Linked DNA regions of Zea mays: region 1 is linked to region 2. The links are chromatin contacts, called in public Hi-C maps. All regions are on one chromosome and are shown on one strand. Each heading gives the region's core, a stretch centred on a gene start, on an enhancer-like site or on the middle of the called end of the contact. The rest is flanking DNA. Distances are from core to core; before and after follow the strand shown.

Region 1 (7,033 bases), core at 1,654-4,153, 190 kb before region 2:
CCCCAATCCATCTATATATACCCCTACCCGGGTGGAGCTCATTCCACACACCATTCCATTTCATTTTTCTCTTCCAAACTCCCCTTTCTTCACACAATGTCGGGTTGGTCCCCAGATTTGAACACCTTCACGGATCTCTTGCAGTCCGATGGGTCACCTACAACCCTTCCGTTAGATGAGTCTTCTTCACTATATCGTCGCTCCGATGTTTCAGCCTCACTCCCCCATGCACTATTTCCGGCTGCGCGTCCACCACCATACCCTTATCCCTATCATTTGTATCAATATCCACCGTCTTCATATGGTCAACCTCCAACTTCCCAAGCCGGAATTCAAGCCTCATTTCCGGTACGTCCGTATGCCCCTCCCCCACCTGCTGCGGACGGAAGTCAAGCTTCTTTCCAGATACCTCCATACGCCCCTCCTCCATATGCTCCACCTCCGTATGGAGTACCTCCTTATGCTCCATATGCTCCACCTCCGTATGGAGCACCTCATCCATATGCTCCACCTACGTATGGAGCACCTCCTCCAGTTGCACCTTTATCTGTTGGATCTAAAAACCAAGCTGAGAAAAATCCCGTGCCGAAGGAAAAGCATCCAAAGATATGGACCCGGCTGAAAGACGTACCCATGGCAGGGCCGTAAAGATGGTCGAAAAAGAACTTGGTCTGGTAGATGACGAAGAAGAGGAACCGGAAGCGGAACGTGAAGAGGAGGAAGATGAGGATGAGATCGAGGAGTCCGATTAGAGTTATGTAATTTTATTTTAATTATCATGTCATTTTATTTTAATTATTATGTACTTTGTAATTTTAATTCAATAAAAAATATTATGTTGTGTGTTTTCTGAGCGTTGAAATAAATCCGCGTGAATTACTTAATTCTGAAATAGAAAAGCTGACGTGGCTATAGCCTGACGCTGTAGCCTGCTGCAGCCTGTGCACTGGAGCAGCAGGGGCGAGAGTGGAGGCGAGAGCTGACGTGGCAGGGGCGAGAGGGAGGCTGTGCACTTCGCCCGGTTGATTGCTCTAGATCTCTGGCCTCCTTGGGACAGAACCTCCGCCCCCCATGCCAGATTAGTTGGCACCACTTCGTATTTGCCACGTGGGGTGCTGGGTATCCTCGCTGGTGGCAGCGTAGATACATTTTTGTGCTGTGGCGTAGAGAGTTTGGCGTATAGCGGCAGTCCATTTAGGATCTAGGTTTTTTTACAGTGAACGGTCTCAAAACTGTAAGAGCAGAGAGATTTTAGAAAGAGAGAGAGAGAGAGAGAGTAGGATCTAGGTCACAATCACAATATAGACGAAAACCCCGAATTTTTTGTATTTTAGCCCTTAAACAGAAGTAAATTTACGTTTAGACCTAAAAAAATTTTAAATGCAGTTTTGGACCCTTTGCTCGGCGCCATAGCCTGTGGCGCCGAAGTAACACAGCTCGGCGCCATAGGCTATGGCGCCGAGGTCGTGTTGCGTTGGCACAACCCAGACGCGTGGCGTCGACGTGGCACCGAGCTCGGCGCCACAGATCTTGGCGCCGAGCTCGGTTGTGTTATTAACATATTTGTTGCAGACATGAGCACAAAGCCCAGCTAGCCCACTTGGTGGAGCACAAGGCTTCTAACCTTGTGGTCGTGGGTTCAAACCCCACAGTTTGCATTTTTATTTGGTTTTTTTTGTTTATGTCGCTGGTGTGTCCGTTCAAATTTATTTCTAAAAATGCTTTCAATCTACCCGGCCGGTACGTTCAGATGAATTGTGATGGCCTGCCACAAATAAACCTATGTGTACGTATTGTGTATATATGTCCATGACACTATTTTAGCCTCTTTTAGACTTACGAGTGTTCGTTCTGCGATCCAATTATTTCCTTGGATTCATGCATGCTCCAGTAACCTTTTAAAAGCATCGTATCACTAGTTGATTGATATATTTCTAGCTAGTTCGAGCATATTCTTCATTACTATTGAAGTTAAGAGCTTTTTTATTTTGTAGTTTTTTCGTGAACTTATTTCTATCCGTTTTAAATGCATCACTGTGCTCATCGGTTATCATCGAGAAAATCCAGGCACCAGTTTGCTCCTAAGCATCTCTTTTGAGAGTTTAATTTGGAGGATTGGAATAAGCCTTGGAAAGTAGGCCAAGATTGCCTCTGAGCAAAAAACAAAAAAACAAACAAAACAGTGAAGCTAGTTTTTGTGCCAACGTATGTAATTCGCACCATCAAATATATTGGTTTTTTTTAAATGAGTAGTGGCTAGATAAAAAAATATAGGTGAGAAATAAATTTGAACGGACACACCAGCGACATAAACAAAAAAAAACCAAATAAAAATGCAAACTGTGGGGTTTGAACCCACAACCACAAGGTTAGAAGCCTTGTGCTCCACCAAGTGGGCTAGCTGGGCTTTGTGCTCATGTCTGCAACAAATATGTTAATAACACAACCGAGCTCGGCGCCAAGATCTGTGGCGCCGAGCTCGGTGCCACGTCGACGCCACGCGTCTGGGTTGTGCCAACGCAACACGACCTCGGCGCCATAGCCTATGGCGCCGAGCTGTGTTACTTCGGCGCCACAGGCTATGGCGCCGAGCAAAGGGTCCAAAACTGCATTTAAAATTTTTTTAGGTCTAAACGTGAATTTTTTTCCGAAAAATGGCTAAAATACAAAAAATTCGGGACGAAAACCAATCGGAGACGAATGGTCGTCGCACTCGCACGAGGGCTGATTCCTTTCCAGCTCGCACCCGCGGTTGAACAGCGTTTCGTTGTTTCCTCCCCAACTTCCAACACGCCTCGATCTAGATCCACTCTCCCCCCCCCCCCCCCCCCCCCCCCCCCCCTTCTCCTTCCGGTCCTCCCCCCGAGACTATTCATATAGGCGGGTAGGCGTCCGAGGCCTCGTTTGTTCTCGGCTTCTCGTCTCCAAGGGTGCTACTCCGTCCGCGCTTGGTCTGCTCTCGTCCTTCCGGGTAAGGATGCCCCTGCCTTCGCTTAGATAAACCGCTCGTTCTCACCTGCGGGATCTTTTACTTCGTTGGGGGACCTCGATTCCGGTTACGCCTTTTCCCTCTCCGATCCGTTCAGCTTGTCCATGATTCGGTCCGGTCTGCTCTGCTGCGTCGGGGACCTGCTGCTGGTAGCGAGATCGTTGGTAGAGCATTTACTCCCGTGCGTACTTGCGGGATCGACAGTGATAAGCCACCCGTGCTTTTCGTCGGCAAGGAGCCGTGTGGTGTGATTTCGCACCCTCTAAGCATCTGCTCTTTTTCTTACGGACAAAGAGAAATCGATCCAAGTATTTTTCTTGCTAGGTCGATGCTCCACTCCGCCTGTTTTGTTTGCTGCGTGGATAACTAAGGCCCTGTTTCAAACCCCTACAACTAATAGTTAGCCAGCTAATAAATTATTAGCTGGGTTGAGCCAAACTAATTATTAGCTGTGAGGTAGCTAACAATTAGCTGCGGTATTAGCTGATGGTGTTTGGAACCCAATAACTCATTTTTAGTAGTTTTAGAGGTTCCAAACAGGAGCCTAAGAAGGTAGCAAACTTTTTTTTAATAGACAACTGCGAGTGCTCATCTGGATCCCACGCCTTCTGAGTCTACTACACCAGGATAGTCTTTAGTTCAATCGTCGCCTTTGACCCTGCTCCTGGGCATTGTATATCACTTGATAGCTTTCCTCTTCCAGGAAAAAAAACTAGGATGCATTTGAATCCCTGTGGCTTATGCTAAGTCCGCCCTTGGTCAGTGGTCATGCAGCATTAGTCCGGTCATCTTCTTTGACCCAGTCGGAAATGGGTTTAGACCAGTATAAGCATGACCAGTGTGCATACCCTCGGCCTGTACCCGTAATCTAGAGAATCACAGTGTCATTTAGTGAAGGAAGCTACGCTCCGTAGTATGTAAGCAGGTGATACATATGCTGAACCAAAGTGTGTTCAGGTCATTTTAGGTGGCAAGTCAACATTTATGCTAGGCTAGGACATTGTCCATGATGTAAACAAAAACTCAGTTTTTTTTCTTCTTGTGATTGATTTACCTAGCATTTTCATATGCACAGCAAGAAAAGAGAAGATACTGTTATCAATACTAGTGCCCAAATTTATTCTTGTTGAAACTCTTTTTGCTGCTTTAAATATCTTTTCTTAACCATTTAGATTTTTCCTGTATGACTTTCCTACTCTACTAGCACAAAAACAAAGTATGAAAATTCCCTGGCCCTAATTTTAATTAGTAAGAGATATTCTTGGAGGAGAGTGAATGAGAGGGGTGTCTTGATTGATTAGGCAGTGCTGCTTCCTATCAAGGCAGAAAATTGATAGAGGTGTGCAGAAGTCTAGTCAGGCTGCAATGAAGAAATATATTCGTGAACCTTTTTTATTTTGTGTATCCTTATTAAAGTACATTATGCTATGTCATATGAGTAAGATTGGCTAGAAACTTTTGTTGTGCCATGGAGTTTTAGAACCAGTCTCATTGCTTTTGCCATCAGATTATATGCTTTTCCCCTGTCGGTAGTTTGAACATGCTTAGCTCTGTAGCTCGTATGGTACTGCTATTTCAGAAACCATATAAATGCAACAACAACATGAACACACCTTGCCTGTATTTCAAGAAATAGTAAAAGAGATTCTTGGAGGATGGAAGAAAAGGGTGATATGTTTAATTACCTTGCTGGTTACTGCTGCTGCCTGTAAAGCCATTCCATTGGTAGAGGAGTGCCGAAGTCAAGTCAGGGTGCAAAGTTGGATAAATGAACTCTTGAACCTTTTTTGTTTGTGCCACTCTTTATTAATATGGGCCTTATCCCATGTAATAAGACAAGTAACTCTTACATTAAACTTATGTTCTGCCATGGAGTATCCAAGTAGGTTAGTTGCTCCTGGTGTCAATCTCCAAATAACCCCATGAGAATATCTTTGTTTGCCCTGTCCACCAGGTATTTCAAGTTTCAACTGAAAAATTATACATCCTATAGTTTGCAAATGAGCATGAATTCGTGGCGCATGAAAAAAAAAGTATATTCTGCTTGTGTATTTCATTTCATAGACTGTGAACCAGGTATTATCAGCCTGGAAAGAACAGTCACATTAGCAACATGTTTGTGTTCTGACAACCTGAGGCGGTGTCGCTATTACAAATCTATCGTTGGTTCCGTAATCACCTTGTATGCTGTTTGGTTGACGATGGTCCAACAAAAAGAAAATAATTCTAGTCGTCTTCTTTTGATCTTGTTCTTGTGACTAGCAGAGGCCGCGGCGCAACATGGCGAAGATCAAGCCGAAGGCCTTGCTCGCGCAAAGCAAGGTGAAGAAGGTCCCCGGCCAAATCAGCGTGGCCACGATCGTCACCTACATGATCCTCGGCGTCCTGGTTGTGTCCTCCGTTTACGCTGCCTACAGGTACTGCTGGGCAGGCACAGGAGCAGCGGAGGCAGTGGGCGCCCAGGGGAACTGATCCCCCTTCCGACTGCGTGGCTGATCTCGCTGTTGTTGTATCATCCGGTTGGGGTAAAATTTTTGGTTGTTGCTGTCTAGCAAATGGGGTTCATGGGACATGGATAGGTTGTATGTTGATACGGTTACACCGTAGCCGATGATATGTATGTTGAATTTCTTCCCTTTTATTATCCTTTGATGATCCGATTGCCTCTGCTCCTGGAACTGCTTTACTTTGAAGTCTGTGCCTGTGACGTTAGCCCAGAAGTCAGAACCGCACAGCACAGGCATCTTTTTGTTTATACTTGAACCTGAAAGGCCTTTCTTTCCATCAAGAGGGGTAGAGTTTGTCTGTCTGTTTTTCGTACAGCAAGCAGGGAATCGGCAACAACAGGTTGAAATACGCTGCGACGACATACAGCATATTTATTAGGATGAGATTAGCCTTTTTGTTTTTTGCATGGTGGAAATGGAAAGAAAAATGAACGAATGTTTCTGGTACCTTTTGAAGCCTGAAAGAGTGAACTGTAGTGTGCCAAGAAAAAGAAAAAAAAAAGGCTATCGATTTTCGTGCAGTTATCAGCACAAAAGTTAGAGACGGTGGGCTGTGGGCGTGCACAGAGACACCTGTCCCCTGCTTCAGAAATCAGAAGACGGCCCCCAAACCCGTGGTATCAATGATTGATCTATCATGTCTCGTGATTCATTCAGCCATGCGTCGCGTCGGGTGATCTGATCATCCCGCACTATTTATTCCCGTATCAATGATTAAAGCCTTCGATTCGCCCTGTGATTGTGATTTATAGTGGAGCTGTTGGCTTCTAATTAAAGCAGCTGAAATTTATAGTGATAAAAACGCTGCAGCGAACAGGTTTAGGGGCGGTTCGGTTTTTCCATAAGGGCCCGTTCGTTTCTGCTGGATTGAACCAAGAATTATTCCTGTTGATCAAAACTTATACAAATTAGAGAAACAATCCGGACCGGAACAATTCCGGCCTTCTATTCCCCGTCAACCGAACGGGCCCTAAGGGTGGCCCAGAACCGTTCCAAGTTTGGATTGTTTCTCTAGTTTGTATAAATTTTGATCACCTATAACGATTCATGGTGTATTCTGGAGAAACGAACAAAGCCGGCCGCTGGCTGCTGAGCGCTGTTCCGCCATGTGATTGCGAATGTTCTGCGTTCCGGGCTGCTGCTTGACCGGGACCGGCGTTAGTGACGTTTGGTGCACCAAACTTGCGGCAGATACGTGTTCATCCTATAAACCACGCCCTACTACTTTTGTGCCAGCCCTGGACAGGCTCCCAAAAAATAGAACTTTCTACTAAGAAACATGTTTTAAATATAGAGGGACAGACCCAGTCGTCTGAATGTTCTTGTGTCTTGCTTCTCTCCTTTTATTCATTTTAAAGCTTGTCAGGTTACGTCTAGATCAAAAGAATTCGAGGGATTAAATATCTTTCTAGTCAAATTGAATAAAAGATGATTTACACGTTATAATGAACGGCTTCTACTGTTTTTATAGTGGCTTGTGTCTATAGATTGCAGCTATAGTGGTTCGAACAACCGACTTTAATTCGAAGCGAACAGC
Region 2 (6,879 bases), core at 2,536-5,035:
CGAGTGCGAAAGCGAAAAAGGATAGAGATTGTTAGTCAAGGGTAGAACTTCCTTAGGTTTTCAATGTTCCACACGTTGGTCAGGAGGTTGTCATCGCTATACTTAAGCTGGTAGGCCCCGTGCGTAGGACCTGGGTGACGATGAAAGGTCCCTCCCATGGCAGGGAGAGCTTATGCTTGTCCTTGGTGGTCATGACCCTTTCAACATCAGGTTGCCAACATTGAACGATCTTCCACGAACTTGTCAATCGTGGTTGTGTCGCGAGTGAAAGGGAAATGTGCCCTTATGCCAATTCTAGTTGTTTTGGTGATTAAATGCTCAACATAGTACTAAGAACTAACACTACTCTTATGAGCATGAGCACAGGTGTTTAGAAAGCAAATTGAAGCAAAGGTATGTTTCTAGCACTTAGTCATTTATTTTTTGGTGCTAACAATGTTCATCTGAGTGCTAGGGAACTTCTCAAGTCAAGCCAAAATGTAGTGAAGAAGATTGGCTAAGAATGGTCAAACTTGGACTAGCCTCAGCCTCACCGGACAGTCACCCGAGACATGCTCGGGCGAATCGTGATTGCGCTCTGGTGAAACATGACTGTTTCCTGTCCGAGGATTGGCCTCAGGTGAATCATGTTGTGTCTATCTCAGGCGTGTCCTGACTGCATCAGACGAGCTATGGCTTCAGACGACCTTTGGCCTCGGACGCGTTGTGGCCTCGGACGTGTTGTGGCCTTAGGCAAGTCATGTCCGGTGTGCCATACAACCGAAGGTGCACAACGGTCGGAGATCTGTTAGCTCACCCATTCTTCCCTCCCCTAGACTGAGTAGTTTTTGGTATGTACATCAGATCGTATATATGTACATGTATATGCTCCTTAGAGCGTAGTGTTCTTTCGTTGCTTTGTATTGTTGTTACTATTATGTCATCGCGTAGTCACAACCTAGAAACAATCAATGATGTGTGATCAGTTAACCTAGATTCCATGGTACTGTTAAGTTGTTCATGTACAGTGTTCTATGCTACGTAAAAAACTACAATTCTCACAATGGTTTATTGAATCAAAGAAGGATGGTTAAACCTCAAGTTGCGCCCTTTTTAATCAAAGCAGGATGGTTTAGCCTCAAATTGCACCCTTCGTTGGGAGTACTTCATGCTATACCATCGATCGTAGATAAAATGAACATATTGAGACATTGAGTTTACTGAGCATAGATAGTTACACTGGACAATTTTAGACTTAAGAATATGTTGTTCAGTTTTCTGCACAATTGGATATGTTGATAAACATTACTGTATTTGTTAGCGGTGGTGCGAAAGGGCCTCTAGCCGAGTTGGTTAGGTGGTATGAGCAGCACTCCTCTGGTCCTAGGTTCGACTCTCCGTGGGAGCGAATTTCATATTGGGTTAAAAATCCTCTCGTTTGTACCACACCAAAGAACAGGTGTAAGTCCCGGTCCCGTTGTGGTCGTTCTCACATGGGCTACGATGCCACTATGTATGGGTGGGGCAAGGGTTCAGGGTTTTTGTTGACCTGTGTGAAAAGTTCTCTTCTTAATATAATGGCCGAGGGTTGTTATACCCCTCGCAGGTCAAGTTTTTTTTGTTAGCGGTGGTACCCATCAACTGCTTGGTTGTGTACATGCTACATTCTGACAATTTTTGGGTTTCCATGTTGTGCATGCATTGAATAACAAATTGGTTTTTGTTACATAATTGTTGATGATTACCTCTCTTTAGGTATTTTGTGTTTGTTGTATATCCATGCCATTATAAATAGGAAGTCGATTACTAAAGCTTGTAACATTTTTGCGCATTTGTTTCTCTGTATATGCTTGATGCTCATCTTATCTGTATTTGGATACGCGGGTTTGTAGTTTATGCAGTCGATGTATATATGTTGTTTTTGTATTCATGTTTTTGCTAAAGGATCTTGGAGGCATTATTGAGGAATTTGTTAGTTAGTTTGTGGTGGTAAGTGTTGTCAGTGGCTATGTGTACTGATTGCAGAACAAACAAGAACACTGGTCATGTAACCTTCTCGTCCACTCAGTTGTTCACCTATATGCAGTGACAATGTTTTTGTTCGACGACTTGGGTTAGTTAGTGTTATGACAGGATATGATTTGACAGTTTTCTCATGTTTTCGGTCGATCAGTCCTTACGAATATAATATGTAGAGTTGTATGCCATAGTGATTTTTTGCTAACGCCCGAGGTCGTCGATAGGAATTTCTCGCTTTGTTGGTAAATAGGTAGTTGCCCATGTGGAGCTTGGTTCATCTTTCCAACAACTTGTTCCGTTTTACATATACGTTGTACCACCTTTTGTTTTTTCTGTAACTGGACTTCATGAATCTGAAGTCATTTTCACCTGGTTACAACTCACTTCATATCTAATCCAATGGTTATTCTTAGGGGGAACTCTGACGTACCAACCAACCCTAATAATGACAATGTGCTGGTTGAAGCTGGCAAGATGGGAGATGAAGAAGGGAATCCACATCCCAACTACAACTATCTGACACCGGCGGAGCGACGCTACATGGAATAGACGCGGAAGATCGACATGTAGAAGATGGCCAAAGTTGCCAACAAGTCGCACAGGGATCGCATCCAGGACTTTAACCAGTACATGGCCAACCTCAGCAAGCAGTACGACATCCCCAAAGTTGGCCATGGCTGACATACATAGCCAAATTGCTGCGTACGCACAAGGCGAACTCCAGAAAAATTAAAAATGTATAATGGGTCTATCCAACTTTTTGTTAGCATGTACTCCCTCCATTATTTTCTATTTGTCGCGGTTTAGCTCAAAAATGAACTAGCGGACGACAAATATTCGAGAACGAAGGTAGTATGGTTTTATATTTGTTGTATAATGACCTGTTGCCGTCAGAAGATGCTATTTTTATTTCAAAAGTGTGTTCCAAGTAATCTAATCACTTGTTCTTGTAAGTTTAAGCTATGTTTTGGTTGCTCCTTTTAGTTGCAACTTCCGTGGCAACGTACGAGCACATAACTAATATTTTATATATGTGTTTAGATTCATCTTCATTTATTTGAATATAGATATAAAAACTAAGAGCTAAAATAAATACTATTTTGAGTTTGAGTCGGAGTGAGTAATATGTATCGCCTCCATACGTACTTGTACATTCAATCACCATTTAATTGATTGTACGGTTACATAAGAGGGTGGGTTTATATCCCTATAGAAGTCTTTGATTTTCGGAGGAAAATATTGCTTTATATTTTAAGGCCTGTTTGAAAGCCCTCAGTTTGTAAAAAAAATGGTTTATAAAAACTGTGATGATTCTAAACGTATCAGATTATGTCACAGTTTATAAAAACTAGATTACCAGTTTCTTAAAAACTAAAAAGCTAGTCTTTTCCAACTAAAACTAGTTTATAGGAATTTAGGTGGTTTCAAACACTGTTATTCAGTTTTTTTATAAACCAGTTCCTAGAAACTGGAGATAGAATCTAGATTCTTAAAAACTAGCTCGTTTCCAAATAGGACCTAAGTAGATGGGTTTTTAGCATTTCCATTATTTCTATGTTCTTGGTTTTCTTATGTCATGTTTGGAAGTAACTCAGATTTTTTTTTAAAATTTGATTTTTATTTTTTAGCTAGGAATAGTCAGCTTCTCAATTTTTAAGAGAATCTAATTTTTATAAATTAAATTATAAATCAATATATTTAGAATCAACTTAATTTCTATAAACCAGTTTGTTGGATGCTCTCACGCTGCAGCGTAATGACCGCTTGTGATCTGATCTGACGGTAGAGGTAAGTTGTTCTAGAACAAGTAGACGCCACCGAAGAATCTAGAATACAGCACGCAGGGCACAAGGAGAAGAAGAGGGGAAGAAATATTCTTCCCGTCGAAAGACGGAGAGAGGAAAAGGGACAAGGGCAAGGCAAGAGAGAGGCGTCGTCGTTTGATCTGCTGCCGGAGTGCGAAGAGGAAGAGGAAGAGGAGCGCCGGAGTTGTAAAGATGTTCCTGGTGGACTGGTTCTATGGGGTGCTGGCATCGCTTGGGCTGTGGCAGAAGGAGGCTAAGATCCTCTTCCTTGGCCTCGACAACGCCGGCAAGACCACCCTCCTCCACATGCTGAAGGACGAGGTCCTCTCTACCTCCGACATCCGCCCCTTTTCCTTGCGAATTCCAGTCTTATATGCTTTCGACTTAACGGGGATTCCTGATCTGGTTCGATTGGGTTCATCGCAGCGGCTCGTACAGCACCAGCCGACGCAGTACCCCACGTCAGAAGAGTTGAGCATCGGCAGGATCAAGTTCAAGGCGTTCGACCTTGGGGGCCACCAGATCGCCCGCCGCGTCTGGAAGGACTACTACGCCAAGGTTGCCTTTCTTCCTTCAGCTGCTGGCTTCTTATTAATTACGTCTTGGTTCAGTTTTTGTGTGATTTGGTATTGGAATTTGGGTTGGGACGAAGACAGTAGAATTTTATCTCGGGTTAAACGACATCTGAATTTCGTTGCTTATTATTGTTAGAGTGCTTCAATGTCATCTGAATTTCGTTGCTTATTATTGTTAGAGTGCTTCAATGTACTGTTTCTGTGTGTTTTGGCGTTGGAATTTTGGTTGAGACAGAGGCAATAGGGTTTTAGATATATAAGTAGTATCTGGGGTTAGGAATGCTACATCTGAATAACCAAATATGTAAGGTGCTATAGGACAAGCAGAAAATTTATAGAAGGCTACAGCATACCCAGATCTATGATCTTGAGAAGATAGCCTCATGCAACCAAGGATGACTGATCCACTGGGTCTTGATTTTGGCCACTTGATCACGATGTGATTCCTAGAGATATTAGAACATCCCTGTTGTGCTTATTCGAGCTCCGACGTACATATTAGCTGCCCATTTCAATGGCCCGCTGTAATTTAGTGGGTTACCTAATGGTGCCATTGATTATTTACCATCAAACATTCAGTGAGGTTTTTAGGATGTGATATCTGTATACGAGAAGATTACACATTCCACCTGTGCAAGTGGAACTAGTTTGTACTCTCTGTTCCAAATTACACATCCTTATGCCTTCTCAAGATACATAGCTTTTATTATGTACCTAAACATAATGTAGATCGAGAGCAAAAGTTATATCTAGAAAAACTAGAACAGACTTACAATTTAGAATGGAGTGAGTATTTCCTAGCAAGGGTGTTGCCTTTCCAGAGCAGAACAAACATTTGAGCTTATGTCTAGTGCTCTCATTTTTTTATGATATTCTTTATTTTGGCATAACACAACTTTAACAAAATATGGGAAGATTGTCAATGAATCATTGTGCTTACATGGTAAAAAAAACCAACCCAGTGGGGGGGGGGGGGCACAGCGGCACCGTAGCCCATGTGAGAACGGATGAGTGAGGCCGGGCCTTAGAACTTTGCTTTGGTGTGGGACCGATGAGAGGATTTTTGTAACCCCGGCCTAAATTCCCTACAACGGGGAATCGAACTTAGAACGTAAGGAGTGCTACTCAGGTCACCTAACCAATTTAGTTAGAGGCCCTTTTGCGTGCTTAGACAGTATGGCTGAATTACCGCTAGTAATACTATGAAGTGCCTGTTTACAACTATTGTGCAGTTCCGCTCCATCCTCACTGGCAAACATCAAACTTTTGCCATGGCTGAAGATGGGTAGGTAAAGTTGTCCACCGGTGCTAAACAGGTTCATGTCACAATTTTTGTGGTAAATTCACTAATGTGGGAAGTCTGAGTACCATGAGTGTGAAGTTCTCCAGACACACTGATCCTATTCATTTTTAAAATAAAAATAAGGCTTCAAAAAGAATGCTCAGATTTGTAATCTTATTGAATATACTTGCTGAAAACGCTTGAGTTCACCTGTTTTTCATATATTTAAAGAATTCCATCTGACCTGGTGTTGTTGGAGCATGACAAATGTCCTTTGTCTATAATGTTCTTTGTTATTTTGTTAACATGCAATCTGAAATAAGATTGTGGAAAATATATTCCTGTATCAGTTGTTTTGGAGATATTTTCAAATGTATAGTTCATACTTCTCATCTGACCAAGTTGCCATTGATAAGTCTGGGATGCCAACTTACAACTATTGGGCAATTTTGGTCCTCCATCTTTGTGTTATGGACTTTTTCTGTTAGACTGACATATATGGTGTGTGTATATACGGTATGGGTATGTTTAAGGTATAGCAGACCGGCCCATGTATATGTTAGATTGTCATATATGGTATGGGTACATGCCAGGTATAGCAGGCCAGCCCTTGTATATGATTGGAAAGATACGAGAAGATCTCATCTGGTTCTGTTTCCATAAGCCACAAGATCTCTCCCTTATTTATATGGTCTCTCCAATAAATCAATCCATTATTCTACGCTATTTCTGTTGCTTTCTGGTATCATTCGTCTAGGTTTAGCCTTTCGCCTTTTGCCACCACTGCTCCTTGTGTGCGCCTCATCCACTGTACTGGCTACTATGGCTGGTGATCCTCCTGCACTGCCTCCTGGCGCTGCTGCTTTTCGCACAGCCGTCGGCGCCGGCACGATCACTGCCGATATGGAGGTGTGGAGATTCTCATGCCTCGTCCTGTACGTGGAATATTTTAATCAGCTGTGTAGCTCATGTTCAGATCATCTTTGCAGTTCATTTTTGTGTCTTACACTTAGAATTTGACTGCTCCAATGTGCTCCATTCAATTTATGCGAGCAGTTTGATTTCCGTGTATACGCTTGGGCTGCTCTAACACTGCATACTTTGTACTGGTCTTGAATGAGTCTGACCCCCATTGGACCTAGAATGGGGAACAGATGTCCTTTTTTATTCTTATATGTTCTTTAATCATTGAAGCATGACTTGAAATAAAAAAATATGG

What was found. Hi-C and Micro-C count contacts between places; a contact is called where the count stands out from the background.
Region 1: a Hi-C map of tassel shows a contact between it and region 2, with 2.4 times the contacts expected there. The contact joins the promoter of LOC100500975 here to the promoter of LOC542172 in region 2. A contact is called at or near these places in 4 of 25 Hi-C or Micro-C datasets (bundle sheath, endosperm, leaf and 1 more).

The regions. Positions count from the first base shown.
Region 1 is chr3:36,124,862-36,131,894 of Zm-B73-REFERENCE-NAM-5.0, reverse strand. It overlaps LOC100500975, which reads left to right and starts at 2,903. Exons shown (of 2, transcript NM_001174228.2): 1 at 2,903-2,971; 2 at 5,255-5,646. The coding sequence starts at 5,270. The coding sequence ends at 5,461.
Region 2 is chr3:35,933,349-35,940,227 of Zm-B73-REFERENCE-NAM-5.0, reverse strand. It overlaps LOC542172, which reads left to right and starts at 3,785. Exons shown (of 3, transcript NM_001111792.2): 1 at 3,785-4,124; 2 at 4,230-4,361. The coding sequence starts at 3,996.